Linked DNA regions of Mus musculus: region 1 is linked to region 2. The links are chromatin contacts, called in public HiChIP or PLAC-seq maps. All regions are on one chromosome and are shown on one strand. The core of a region is the stretch at or near the end of the contact, and the rest is flanking DNA. Distances in the headings are between cores, read along the strand shown. Region 1 has its middle 48 kb from the start of 4930565D16Rik. Region 2 has its middle 20 kb from the start of Tlr2.

Region 1 (7,294 bases), core at 3,713-6,212, 570 kb after region 2:
CACATCACATTTCAAGTCTAAAGCCCTACCTTTGAATCTTCCTAAAGTCAGGCTTCACCGGAGAATCTACCACTCCCTAGAAATGTCCATCTAGACGTCATCACCTGACTGGCAGGTGGAGGTCAGCCCAGATGGCTGACGAGCACTCAGGCTCTGAGGAGAGGGCAGACTAAGCCACTGCCCAGAGGCAAAAGGATGCCGCAGCATTTGCTTCTTCATCTGCACAGGCCAGACCTGAAAAGACACCACATCCCAGAGCATGCCTTCCAGACGGAGCAAAACAAATACCACTTCTCAATTCCTACTCTGGAGCCCGGGCCCTCCAGCCCAGTATGCTGGGGAACTGCAGCTCTGGACAGATGGGAATCTGTCTTGAGTCTGAAGCATGAATTTGATGCCAAGTTCTGGGGCAAAGGAGACATCTCAACGTTACAGGCTAGCGAATGAAGCCAGGTGAGCATTCACCAGCACAGGCACTTCCCCCTTCCACCTCACACACTCTGCAGAAGTGACCCAGGCTTTCCTGAGAAAGAATAGCCCTGTTGGAGCACTCCCTTTTGATTACCTCAAGGAACCCAGAGAATAGAAGGGTTTTTATTAAAACTCTATACCCAGCTGGTTCTCAACAAATCACCAATTCTGACATGAGCGTCTTATTAACCAGAGGCTCACTCTAATGTCACAATAGGGGGCTGCCTTGACATCTTATTGACACAAAGAGTCACATTGAAGGAGACCAGACGGGTGACATTTAGATGCATTTAGATGAGAACCAGCCAGACCGGACAAGAGAGGGGGAACCTTGGGTGTAGAAGAAGGTCCAAGAGAGGCTGTTAAATTTAAAATTGTAAAGAAAGAATTCATTAGCTCAGGAAATAATGCAGGCTGATGATGTGATAAATAAAATTAAGAGTTTAAATAGCAAATGGCAGAATGAGCCTCACTAAGGCAGGGATGTAGCATGGTTCAGGGCTTCATGGGTGAATTGCCTTAAAACCTCACAGGCTAGCTGTCTATCAACAGAAGAAAAAGTGGTGTGAATATACCACAGATGATTAGGAAGCTGTAAAGACAAACACAACGCAGGCATTTGCAGAAAAATGGATGCAACCGTAGGATGTTGTGGTCAGTAAAATATGACAGACGTCAAAGACAAAGACCACATGGTTTCTCACACATGAATGCCAAGAGTCAACTAAATGTAGACTAGTAGTCACTAGTGACTGGGGAGGGTACAGGAGGGACAGGGGTAGTGAGATTTAAGGTTTTTTCCTAGTTAAACATTATTTTTTCTCTCTTCTCTCCCTCTCTCTCTCTCCTCTCCCTCCCTCTTCTCCCCGTCTCTCCTCTCCTTCTCTCTCTCCCACTCTCCATCTTTCTCTGACATGTGTGTGCATGCATGTGTGTGTGTGTCTATGTGTCCCTGTCAGTATGTTTGTGTCTCTGTGTCTTTGTGTTTCTGTGTGTATGTATCTATGTATCGGGTGTATGTTTCTCCAGCACATGCCCATGTGCTTTCAATGCTAGGTTGAACTCAGAACCTTGGACATGCTAAGCAAGCACCCTGCTGCTGAGCTACAGCCCAGGCACAAATGTGTATTTATATATACACACATGTATACACACACATGCATACAAATATATCAAGATATAGTTGGTTCTTTTTTTATGAGGGTCTCATGTAGCTAGGCTGGTCTCAAACTTACTATGTAGCCTAGGATGGCACTGAACCTCATATCCTTAGCCTCCACCTACCAAGTGTTGAGATTACAGGCATATACCTTCATGTATGCAATACTAAGCATCAGGCCCAGGGTGTCATGCATGCTAACAAGTCCCCGCTATATGTAGCTTCAGATGGCAGAGCACCTAAGACTCATGGGAGGGCCTGACAATTCAGAACAGGAAAATAAGGAGAGATGGCCATCAGTTTCTGTATTCCAGTGTCACTGAAACAGAGCACCACGGACGGGAGAGCAGAGACAAACAGAGACTTATTTTCTACAGTTCTGAAGGCTAGAAGGTCAAGCTTACTAGTTTGGCACCGGGCAAAGAACTTCTCAATGCTCCATTCCTAGGTTGAACGCAGAAGGGAGAATTGAGGGCTGGGGAAAGGAATGGAATCATCTTTTCACCAGAAACTTCCTCCAGGGGTCACCACCTCAGCCCCACAGAAGGTGCTAATCTTTTTCTGAGGGCACAGCCCAAGACCTGGTCTTTTTGAGGTCTGCCTCCAACTTGGCTGGGTCACACTGAGAACTGCTTTTCTAGAGTGCGAACTTTGCAGGACACATTTAAACCACGGCACATTGAGACTTCTGGAACCACGCATCTCCCATTTGCAGAAAATGGACCTCCAGCTTCCTGGAGGTCCACACTGGTCATGTCATATAGCTCCCACTAAGGAGGGACACGTTGAAAGTGGGACATTCCAAAGATAGTGATTGCTAATCTCCCTCTCAGAAACGGGATGCCGTAGAACTTGACCTTCCTTGGGCTCAAATTTGAAATGGTCACTCTTGGAAATGAACCAAACCCCAAAACCCACAGGAAGTTATACTGAGCCTTTAAAAGGAAGAGTGGGGTTCCATGTGGGGTGGCACCAGCTCAATATTCCAACACTCCTGAGCTGAGGCAGGAGGATTCCTAGTTTAAGGTTAGCCTGGGCTACATAACAAGGTCTTACCTCAGAAAACAAACAAGAAATTAAAAATAAGCAAGTCAGAGTTGGTCCGGAGGTCTAAGCATGGTGGGGTAGGGAAGAAGTGGGGGGTGGAGCTCAATGGTGGCGCTAGTGCCAAGCAAGAGTGCAGTTCTAGCCTGTAACTCTGAGAAACAAAGGCCATGCCAACTCAACTAAAGATTCTTTTCTTCTCACTTTCCCCATGAATGTATCGATGCATTACTGACACAGATATTTTTAGGGCTGCTTGGAGCACAGTTGTCACCAGCAACTGGGAGTCACTAGGTTTAGCACCTCAGGTCAAAATTCCTTAAGAATCTCTTTTAAGTACAATATGATCATTCTGTGATTCTATAAACCCAGGCAGAAGTTTCTTTAATGATGCTTAAATCTTATCGTTGTAAGTCTGAGAACTCTCTAGTCTTTTCCATAATTCCCCAAAAGCCTCTCTTTGTGATATCCGAAAGAGAAAAGGCAGGCATTGTGCCTGCTTCCCAGACTGTCACAGCTTCCACCAGCTCTTGGCTTCTCTGGCCCCCTGAATCTCCTCAGCCAGGGGACCAAGCGCCTGCCCAGGGACTTGTCAAGCTGTCTATGCTATGGCTTCTTCCACTGCAATTAAGTTTCTCAGGCTGGTCACAGTGCCTGTCACATGGCTTGCACACAATCATAGTGTGGCTTCTTATTGACCCTAGTATTAGCTAATCTTTATCAAAACCTTAAAGCAGGCCACTCCCTCAAGGTGCCTTTGTGGCTCACAGCCCAACTCCTTACAAAGTCACGGCCTGCACAGCTGAAGGCCTGGTATCACCAGAGTGTGATCCGAGAACTTGTTTGATTGGCTTGCCTTTGCTCACCGATGGCTTACTCACTTTCCCTCAGCCCACTGTGTTATGAATGAACATGAATCAGATAGGAGCCAAAGTTCCCCGGGGTGGCTTCCTTTTTCCCCTAAAGTGAAAGGGCATGGGGCACTATCACCTCCTCAGCTGGGCATCACTCCTGTGGGGCTCAGGAAGGGGAGGGTAACTGGGGTTGAGCCACATGGTCTTACACTTGTTGGAGTTTACAAAGGTCGCAGTGCCAGACCCCAGACATGGGGCCCTCTTCCTAAGCAGCATGTGACACTATAAATTATGAGAAGAAAGGAAAATACTATTAGTCACTGCACGTTCCAGGTGGAGACTCTCCACTCCTTCCTTCCATCTCTGGTTCTCAAGACCTAGATGGGTCCTTTTGGCCAAGCAAGATTTTCTTGGTGTGGCTGAACTTGGCTCCCCTTTGGGCTGGTCCTGAGAGCACTCAGCAAAACCAGATCTGCTCCTTGGATTGTGGTGGAGCCATGCCAAGGGCATTGCTTTGGTGGAGTTAGAATGTGGCAAGTGGCTTGGGAGCCTCGTCAGCCTGAGGGACTCTGGCTCCCTAGGACCCTCAAAGCTTTTGACGCCTGCTTTTCCAGGGCCTTCCAATCCCCTTGCTCCTAGTTCTCCATGCTCTGCCCCCCTGTGAAACACCCTGTGTTTCACTGCCTAAGCTACCAAGTCTACCTCCCACCCAGGGCTTCCGGCAAGACCGAGGGTAGAGGGGCATGCAGACACTTGGAGAGTTTGAGGTGTTGGTTTGATGTCTGGGCTCCTCCTTGTTTACCTCTTTCTCTAGGGTTCCTGTCATCAATGGATGAAGGGTTTTTTATCAAAGTCACTTGTTACTAGAAGCTCTAGCCATGGGAAAAAGTCTCCGGGTAGAAACAACCACAGAATATAGTGTTTGAAGTGTTCCCTTGCTTTCTCTCTATAGAAGAAGGCTCAATGTGACCTGGCCCAACATTCTTATTGCACAGGGAGGAAAGGGATGCCCAGGCAAAGAGATATTGTATATCATGCCCTATGATTAGTTCTTGGCTAGTGTCCTGGGTCACCCCTTTAAGGGCCTATTGAATCGCTGGACTCATTTAAGTCTCAAAGTACATGCATGAGTAATCTCCTTCCCGTACCCACACACCTACAGCAAGGCAAGAAAACGACTTGAGACTCTCTCTCCCATCCCCATCACACCTTTATGCCAGAGCAGTAGCTGACACACAGTGGACCCCAATATAGGTCAGCTATTGGCTGACAGATGGGATCCATTAAGTGCCCTTTCTTTGACTTTGCCAAACTTGAGACAATAGCCAAACCTCTGGACTCTGACCGAAATGGACCAAGTAGTGACAGAGTAGACAAACAAGGAGGGTGGCTGTGACTCATCTCTCCTGCCTTTGGCACACAGAGAGGTTACGTCATCTGCCTCTAGGAAGGAAGAACTGCTGAGTTACTCATTTGCCATAGAGCCCGGTAGGGCTTCAAGCTCTCCTTGACCATCCATGAGGCGCTGTTGAGAAATCTTACTGCGGCCGAGCCGGATGGGTGAACACCGTGCCAAATGGTCTTCACGTGTGAGCTGTGGGTTTGTGCAAAGAGCCAAAGACATACACATACCAGTGAACATAGATGGTGGTGCCCTCAGGGTTAGTTTGATTTGGAGGTGTGGTCTTCAGTGTACGTGACACGATTTTGTGCAGTGTAAACAGGTGCTAGCCTCCATTCGAAATACAAATTGAACATGCATATATATTTAACTAAAGTCTCCCTGAGCATTCATAATGGCTTTGCTGTCTCGCCTCCTTTTCTGGCTTCTTCCTTGTCCTCCTTCTTTCTTCCTGTTCCGATCGAGCTTCAGATAGACCCGGGATTCAACCGTCTGGCTTACTCAGTGTAAAATGGCCCAGATGCAGACACAGAAGACGGGCTGAGCTTCAGATATTAGACCTCTAAGGAATGAGGTCAAAGGTTTTGTCAGCCAAGGGACCACATAGCTTTCTGGTTCCATGGACACCAATTGCCCCTCTAACCAACAGCCTCCTTTTTAATAGCCCACTTTCCCAGGCCTGTACCCTCAGTGACCCAGGCCTGCAGTTTAGCATCTAAATGGCTGGGCCTTCCCCTGGCAGCACACCGTGCTCTAACAGGGAAAGAGGCAGCTCCAGGAAGCTGAGGGTGCTTCCCAGTTCCCCCTGAGGTGCTTCTGCTGTGATTCTTATCCCTCAGAGACTCCTCATTGAGGGCCTCTCTCCCTCCCTCTGCCCCTCCCTCCCAGGGAAGGGAGGAAGTGAGAGAAGAAGAGGGGGGAGGAGAAAGTGAGGCCCACAGAGGACCAAGGCGTCAGCTGCTTTGGAAAGAAACCAATAGAATTTATCTCTGCTTTATTTAACCCAGACTCCCAGTGCTCTTGGCATCTCTACTTGGGGTTCTGGGCTCTTGCCTCACAGGAACCAAACTGGTCTAAAAATGTCCCCATTCCTGTCCCCACAGGTGTCTGGCATACTGAGACTTCTTTCAGGAAGGCTCCCATGTGCTGGAGGAGGCCGCAGAAGGGTAAATGCCACAGTGATGAGGGAATAGTAGAGGCTGACTGGTGGAGCCATCCTTTCCTCCCTCCCTCCTCTCCCTTCCTCTCATCTTTTTTCCTTTTCTCCCTTTCTTCCTCCTCTCTCCCTCCCTCGCTTCCTCCTTTCCTCCCTTTTAAGTTTATGTAGCCCAGGCTGGCCTTGAAGCTGCTGTGCAACTTAAGAATGACCTGGAACTTCTGATCTTCCTACCCCCATAGCCTGAGTTCTGGGATTATAGGGACGCATCACCACATCTGGGGTCAAACACCACACGTGTGCATCCTTGGCCGTCACTCTACCAATAGAGTCTCATTCTCAGTCCTGAACAGAAGGAGTTCTCCTGCCAGGAAGCTGGCTAGAATCTGTGTTTCCTGGTCAGGTATGGTTTCAGGGATCACACAGACTAAAGGGCCTTTCCCTGAAGGAGCCTCAGGGCGTTCTGCTTCTGGATGCTGTGGGGGTGGGGAAGGCCAAGGATGTGGGGCCAGCAGGAGCCACCTGGTCATGAACCTGCTGGTCAGGGACAGAGGAGAGATTCAAACTAAACAAGCAAAACCAAGCTGACTGAAGGGGGAGGACCAGAGAGCTGCAGGCACTACAACTTCCACCACTCTCACCTGGGCCACAGAGCCTGAAAGGCCAGTTTGGTGAAGGGTGGAGAAGACAGAGATTGCAGCTGAGGAAGGTTGAAGCCAACAGGAAGATAATTGCTGGCGCGCCTGGCACATTTGCAGTGTCCAGATGGGTCTTCTCATGTCTCCTCTTTTCTGTCAGGCTGAACTCACAGTTTCAGCTTTTCCAGGACCTGTGTGCAGAGTTGCAGAGGGGCCCTGCGGCTGTTGAGCACACAGAGAGCTTGCCTGGGGCTGTGTCTAGCACGTGTGACTGCCTCTGTCCCGAGGGTATGGGGGAAGCCACCAGGCCTTCTCTGAGATGAAATGAGGTGAAGATGTGTCCTCTGTCCTCTCAGCAAGACCAGGCACCTGTCCAGGGACCACCTTTCAATTCTGAACAGCATTGCCCACAGTTGTTTTCTTGGACTGGAGACCCCCTACCTGGTCAGAAAGACACCTCTTTGACTCACAAGAGATGTTTCTCAGCAGTCCCTATCAGTCACCTCAGATGTGTCAATTCTCAGTATACCCCCAGGGGATGCATTTCTGCACCATGTGTGTGAAGAGCTG
Region 2 (7,377 bases), core at 4,019-6,518:
AACTCATGGAAAGCACTTTCAGGCCAGAGGCCAGATGAAGCTAAAGCCCCAAAAGTACACTGGGCTAAGTGAACCCATGAGAGAGTGTAAGACTCTGGGGAGCCTTAGCTTACTGGGGACCCCCTGAGTGAATCTCGTGGAGCCGGGATTGATGCAAAAAGCAAGAGGAATTTATTGTTCCGGTGCACTGGGGTCGTCCCAGACCTGAAGGAGAGGCATCGACCCCTAGCACCTGGTGGGTAAGTTTTTATATGGTTTCCAGGGGCAGAATAGAGCAACAGCAACTAGGCACAATATGACTGGCGGAAAGGTGCACCCTTTAATCTGATCGGTCTTTAGGGAATGAGGTGACAAGGACTTCCCTTGTCTGAAGGTGAGCAACAGTCAGTCCTGTGGAATGTGTCCCCACCCGCAGGTCGGTTCCCACCCTGTGGTCTGAGAATTGTTAATTAGCCTCTTCCTTCCAGAGGGGCTTCTTGGCCTTCTGAAAGTTCCTAAGCTGACCTTTTCAAGAGGGCCTGGAGGTGCAAAGGCGGGGGGGGGGGGTCCTTAGGTAAAATCCTGGGCACCACTGGGATTCCTCACTAACTCCACCACTGACTGGACAGTACCCCAGCCAGTATAGTGGAGTCACCAAATATATGACCCAATGTCGGAGCTCATGCTGCCTGCCTCTGCAAACACCATTGAGCAGAAACAGGAACGTTTGTATCCACTCAGAACTCAGTCTCAACGCTTTACTGGAGTAGTCAGCCATATTCATAAGAGTTGTGATCTCTGTGTCTCTCGTGTTCCTGGCCACCCCATGCACTTACCTATCTCTGGACAATCAGGCTCAGGCATTCCTCTTGAATACTGAGTCTATTTAGCGTCTGTATAGTCCTCCAGTAGGCACTGAGTTAGAACAAGCCAGCCATTTATAGTGTATTCTTGATAAGCTATTAATAATATGAAATGCAGACTTCTTTCTAAAATATGGATACAAGTGTGTTGTATATAATATGGACACAAATGGACACACGAAGGTGTATACTCTGGTATATACCTCCCTAGCCCCTGTCAACCGTTCCTTCTTCCTAGACCCACTTGCTAACTCCTTTCTTCTCCGGCAAGCCCTGTGTGTCAACCGAAGCTCATGAGTGGATGGGTCCATAGATAACTGGGTTTCTGATTCTCTCAGTATTAAGTGGGGAGTCATATCTGCTCCCCAGAACTTCTAATTAAACTATGTGAAGGATTCTGTCCCTCTCTTAAAAGGTGCAGCCATGGGATATTCTGAGCATAACTGCTCAACTGTCCCTGGAGTGCTAGGTAAATTGTCCAGTGAAATTCAGGCACTGCACAGCCCTTCCTATTGCCACATCAGCTTGTCACTTCCACTTCTGAACATTGCAGAGCCCTGGCTTTCTTTCTTATGCCCCTGTTGTTGCTATGTGACAAAATCAAAGAGCTAGACGGCCTCTGCTGCCCGCTCTCTTGGAGCTGCCCAAGCATGAATTATAATGTTAAGTCTTCAGGTAGCCCCAATTCTTCACGGTGGCATCTCATGCTTGCTCTACACCTCTTCAGCCACAGGCATGCTCTGCCTCCTGGTATCCTCTCTGGGAGCTTTTCATTTGCATAGTAGAAAAGTGTGTGTGTGTGTGTGTGTGTGTGTGTTCTGTAACAATTTTATAAGAGGATTATTAACCTCCTTTTAGCTACGGATGCTCAGAGAGTTTCAGAACTTGCCAAGTAACAGCTGGGTTGGTTCTTCCACCTGATTGCGAAGCCCGCACACTGTGCACTTCACTGGCTCTCCTGAGACCAACAGCTTGGTCTTCATCACTTACTCAGCCAGCGTAATGTAGCCACACACTCAGGTAGTACACGAGGCCAGAGTTTTTATAGTGTGTGGATGTCTTCCCATTCTGCCGTGAGTTTGCTTTACAGGAATGTTGCCCAACAGATTTTGCACAATTCATCTGCAATTGCCAAACAAGAATGTTTTAAGCCAAGTGGACCATGCCTGAAACAATATCATTTATTATTTTAGGTTCAAGATGGAAGTCGATGATAATTAAACAATGGCTTAAGTATGAAAGTATGAGATTCCACTCCGATGGGTTTCCTCCCAGCCTGATCGAATAGGAATATACATATATATGTATATATATATATATATATATATATATATATATATATATATATGTATATATACACATACACATATACATATATGTGTGTGTGTGTTCCCAACCAAAAGGCTGAGTATACAGAAGAAGCTCAGTAATGGTAATGGTAAGCTGCTATCATCATCATTCTTAGCCTGCAGGCTGTAACTCTTCACTGCAGATCTAAAACACATACCCTTTACTTTGGCTTTAATGGACTTACAGCTAATCACTGCTCTAAATCTTCTCCTGGACTGACTCTTGGCAGCCTTCAGGAGTGGCCCATGTGCCTCCAATCCAGATCTGTGTCAGCTGACTACTGGGTCCCAGAGCAATGCCTTCACCCCCAATAATCCAGCCTCCACAGCACTGTTGGGGCAATGTTTATGACCCATAGGGGTAAGCACTGTCAGCAGACTTGAGCTTACATCTTGATGGCTGTGTGACTAAATAGATCACAAGACTCAGTTTTCATATCTGGAAAATGGAAATCATTCCTGTCCACAATTCAGGGTCCTGTGAGCCCAGAAAGCCATGCGTCTAGGGAAACCAGTCTGGAGCAAGCGTGAGGTAAAGATGTGTTCAAACTCGGAAAATCTCATTCTGAGAATGGCATGAGCAGATGGCTTCCTCCCTGCTCTGGGCACACGTAGCCTTAAGACCCCCACCTCTGCTACCCTTGAGGCAGTCACATAGCTTGGTGGCCAGACTTCTTCTCTCCTTATAAGGTCATGTCCAGCAAGCACCTGGAATTCTTCTTTATGCAAATAAAGCAAGCCAGCATCTGTGCCCCAGCCAGTGATGTCTGCTCACCCTGAAACACTCCTACCCACTCCCCAAGGTTGGTTTACCCCCGTTCACCCCCAATGAAGAAAGCTATCTCACTGACAACCATCTCCAGAGAAGGCTATTTGGACCAAGGTCCTGTCTAACCAACCCACCCATCCAGCTAAACATCTTTCCTTCTAGTCCACCTAGATATCCTGAGGGAGAAAGCAGATCTGAGCTGGCAGGGCCCAGAACCAAACAAACTCTCAAGGTTAGCCAGTGTTCTCTAGAAAGGCTTTATGATTTAAATTAGTTTCTTCTCTAGTTTGTGGTTCATCTAGTCGGTCTAGTCAGATTGTTGAAAAGTCTGGATAAAAATGATGGGGAGGGGGTACTTGTCCTGGGGAGAAAAGGGAATATTTATCATACAATCCTTTGTTCTGTTCGCCCTTTTCCTTCTATTTCCAGAAGTCAACAGCCTCTTCTTGGAATAGATACTAGAATTTGCTAAGTGTGGCAATTATCAACAATACCACAAACCAACCCTGAGCACTTCCTGGGTACCAAAGGGCTGAAGCCCTGCCTGGGCTTCATTTGGTAAAGTAGCCCCCCAGGACACCATATCTCTGACATAAAAAATAATATTCCAAGCTGAAGGGGTCAGCAACCCTATAGGTGGAACAACAATATGAACTAACCAGTACCCTCAGAGCTCGTGTCTCTAGCTGCATATGTAGCAGAAGATGGCCTAGTCGGCCATCACTGGGAAGAGAGGCCCCTTGGTATTGCAAACTTTATATGCCACAGTACAGGGGAATGCCAGGGCCAAGAAGCGGGAGTGGGTGGGTAGGGGAGCAGGGTAGAAGGAGGGTATAGGAAACTTTCGGGATAGCACTTAAAATGTATATAAAGAAAATATCTAATTAAAAAAAAGAAAAGAAAAAAATAATATTCCAAAGTGATTTGGAGAAGCGTCTGGCTACTTAAAGGGTGCTGAGACATAGTCTCTGAGCTACCTTGCTGGCTGTGAAATCTGAATCAAGTTATCCTGGCTGTAAAATGTTTGTAAATGTTTGTAAGGAAGTGTGTGCACAGGGCACAAATGGTGCCTGGTGTTCATAAGTGCTAGATACAAGTTGGACTGTTAAGAACAGCCAAACAATACATTTATGTTATAGAAAATAAAGTGGAAAAATGAAGCTGCCTGCCCATATGCATGCAGAAACACAAGGCAGGAGAGTAATAATAATAATAAATAATAGGATGGCAGAAATTACACAGTTATGGGTTGAATGAGCTAAGAAATAGAATTGTAGGTCCACTGCAGAGGAATATCTGGACTCACTAAATTACAGTGCTCCAAAGCTATGTTGGCAAAAGATAACAACTACAGGGAAAAAAAACTGTGAATGCATAAAGATAGCTAGATTAACTAACTGTGACTCACCTTTCCTAAAAAGCATTTGTTTCTAAGAAAATAAAGAATACAAACTGATTGCAGGAAAATTATCAGGGAACAATCTCTCTCCCCTCTCCCCTCTCTTTCCTCTCCCCTCTCTCCCCTCTTTTCCCTCTCTTCCCTTTCCCCTTTCCTCTCCCTCCCTTCTTCTCCACCCTCCACAGTTAATTTTCCACTGCTCCTTCGCTGAGGGCATCTATGGTGCAGACCAAACAGTGGGCCAGGATTCTCCCATCATTCAACTCTTGAGAAAACAGACTCCACTAACAGCTATTACTTGAGGGAAGAACTAAGGAGCCTATGGTTGCTCACGGAATTGTATCCTTGAAAGTACTGACTTGGCTGTGTCTGTTAGCTCACACACGGAATCCCAAACTTGGGAGATGACGACAGGGAGATCTGAAGTTTGGAGCCCCCCTAGGCTGCGTGAAACCCTGTCCCAAAACAAAACAAAACAAAACAAACAACAAAAAGGAATGTGATTATAATCAGACTCTCAGTCATTTACATTTTATATGAATCAGTTCAAGCTGTTTTATTCCACCAAGTGCATGGCCAGTTTCTCTGAGGAAAACCCAATGATGTTTCTGTTAAGGGAAGGCTCCAGGCCAGGACTGCCCAGGTCAACAGCAAATGACAACTTTCCTCTCAGATATGAGGAGCCCAGCCCTCGCGTAGGGAGAAGCAGGGGATTTCCACAGTTTTCCAAGGACAAGGACCAACTGGAGTCAGCTGAGAACGAGCTGGCTCTCCCTCAGAAACTTCATAACAAGTCTAGAGGCATCCAGAGTTATTCTAGGACTGGCTCCACCCCAGCCCCTGGGCTCCAGTGAGTGACTGAGCTGAAATTCCACTGTTGCATAAGTCCCTTTAGACAAGTTTCAGTTTTAGGAAATGAAAGTGGCAAGCTGTGACATCTATATTTCCTCTGATTGAGCCCTCCCCATGCCTGGCCTCACACCAGGCCCCTCCCCTCAGGCTGGTTCAGAAAGGTTTTGCTGCAGAGGAGTGCTAGGACAACCACTGGGTACCAGAGAGGTGCTGAGTGAGTGCTTGTCACAAGCAAGAGTTTGTGTACCCTCTTAGGAGCCTGCCTTAGCCAGCCAGTGGGGGTGACCAGAGGGAAGACAGGGTTCTCTCTGCCCTTGAGAAGCTCACAAAATAGAGAGGGAGATGAACTGAGTAATTCATACCGAAGGAACCAGTCCCGTGTGTGTGTGTGTGTGTGTGTGTGTGTGTGTGTGTGTGTGTGTGTGTGTCAGAGAGAGAGACCAGTTCTTTCAGGGCTTCCCTTTAGGCAGTGTCTCTGGACTTTGCTGATTCTGGTAGAAGGCACATAGCTGTGGTTATATTTAAGTGTCTTAGATGTTCTTTGAAGATACACCCTAAACAGTCTCCTGAATGTGTGGGTAAGCAAACACTCTCCACTATATTCTATTATTCCCAATATTGCAGCTGCTGAAACCTAAGTCTTGGACAAGAAGCCCACTTAAAACAAGAACACATCTCAACTCCCCTTGTGGTTAGCTGTTTCCATAGCTGCACAATAATAGGCCTGATTTGTGACAGCTTTAGTGACCATTGTTTGGACTGCCTGCTTAGCAGTGTTCATCTAGCAAGTGGCTTTGGTAGAGACTGTCTCCTACCAGGACAGAAGTAGATCGCATTGAAGTAGAAACTTAAGTGTTTTGTTGGGGCAAACATGTGAACCAGTGTTTTCCTAAAGTGGATACAGGTGAAAGGATGTTTTTGTTAAAGTAGACACCTGAAGGAATGTTTGACTGAAATAGGCAGGGATGAAAGAATAAGGCAGTCTCAGGAACATTTCACTGAAGTAGACACACGTGAAAGGATATTCTGTTAAAGAAAGCACATGAAAGGACACGTAATAAAAGACTCTTTGTGTGTGTGTGTGTGTGTGTGTGTGTGTGTGTGTGTGTGTGTGTGAACAATACAGGTATTGGCTCACCTTACACTATGTAGTTGAGCTCCATTTGGCAGGACTCCATAGAGAGAAGCGAACTGTAGGGCTGTGAAAGGCAGCCTGGTTTCTGGTCGAGCAGAGGCTGGAAACCCTAGTGGTCCTGAAGGACGGCAGGCATTTTGCCACGCTCCCTCCTGACATGAGGCCGCAGCTCTCCATAGATTTGTGGCCATCAGTCACTTATGGGCAACGCCCCAAGCCCCTACACGGGGAGAGGACCTGACCTGTGGTCACATAGCCTCAAGACAGATCTCCATTTTAATGAGGTACCTAAAGGCCTGAAGGGCTTAGCCAATTGAGCTCTCCTTCCCAGACACTCCTCCCTACAAAAGGTATTTAACCTCAGGCCCGCCCTGAGAAGTGGGGTATGGTTTTATTTATCTAATTTCCACCATGACAATAAATGCCTTAAAACTATGAACTGCCTCTTTTCTTCGGGATCCGCTGTAGGGGAGCCATGGCCAAGGCCTTCACCTATAAAGCCATTGTTGTCTATTCTCCCAGAGAAGGCCTCTCAGTGCTCCCAGCCACGGCCACACCAAGCCAAGCCCCACTCCCCCAAACAAGCCAAGGACTCTCTTCCCCAAGAGATCCAGCTAGAGCTTTCCCCACTTTCCCCTTCGACCCCAGGCCCCACTCCCATTTTCAGCTCTTCTGTGGCTCTCAGCAGCGCCTGGGTGCCCAAGAGCCTGAGAATCAGATGGCCCCAACCTCTGTGCAGGCCGGGACCCCGAGCCAGCTCCTGCCGTCCTCGGGACCTCAGAGTGAGCTCCCCCACCTCCGGAGCAGTGTCCCTAGGCTTCCCATAGCCGGACACCCACCCCAGCATGGGGTAACTTCCAACGTCTCGCCTCCCCAAGTGACCGAGCCCTGTGGCAGAGTAGATGCAGGATATTCATAACCCTACAGCATACCAAAAAACTGCTGGTGGTATGTTGTGACTTCTTGTCACTTCCGAGGACTCAGGCTGATTGGCAGAATGATGACAGTTGAGACAAATGTACAGTGTTGAA

Evidence for each region. HiChIP or PLAC-seq counts read pairs in DNA pulled down with a chosen protein or histone mark.
Region 1: an HNF4G HiChIP or PLAC-seq map of pancreatic cancer cells shows a contact between it and region 2. The contact joins two enhancer-like sites. A contact is called at or near these places in 1 of 115 datasets of contacts at active chromatin or transcription factors (pancreatic cancer cells) and 1 of 9 other capture datasets (embryonic stem cells).

Annotation. Positions count from the first base shown.
Region 1 is chr3:84,424,534-84,431,827 of GRCm38.p6, forward strand. No RefSeq gene overlaps it. Among named protein-coding and RNA genes, the nearest start is that of 4930565D16Rik, 48 kb to the left of the region's middle. Within about 2 kb of position 4,963, at least 96 of the 459 cell types and tissues checked have an H3K27ac peak or open chromatin away from gene starts, as enhancers often do. A contact at or near this core is called in pancreatic cancer cells, where this site is marked.
Region 2 is chr3:83,857,888-83,865,264 of GRCm38.p6, forward strand. No RefSeq gene overlaps it. Among named protein-coding and RNA genes, the nearest start is that of Tlr2, 20 kb to the left of the region's middle. Within about 2 kb of position 5,269, at least 223 of the 459 cell types and tissues checked have an H3K27ac peak or open chromatin away from gene starts, as enhancers often do. A contact at or near this core is called in pancreatic cancer cells, where this site is marked.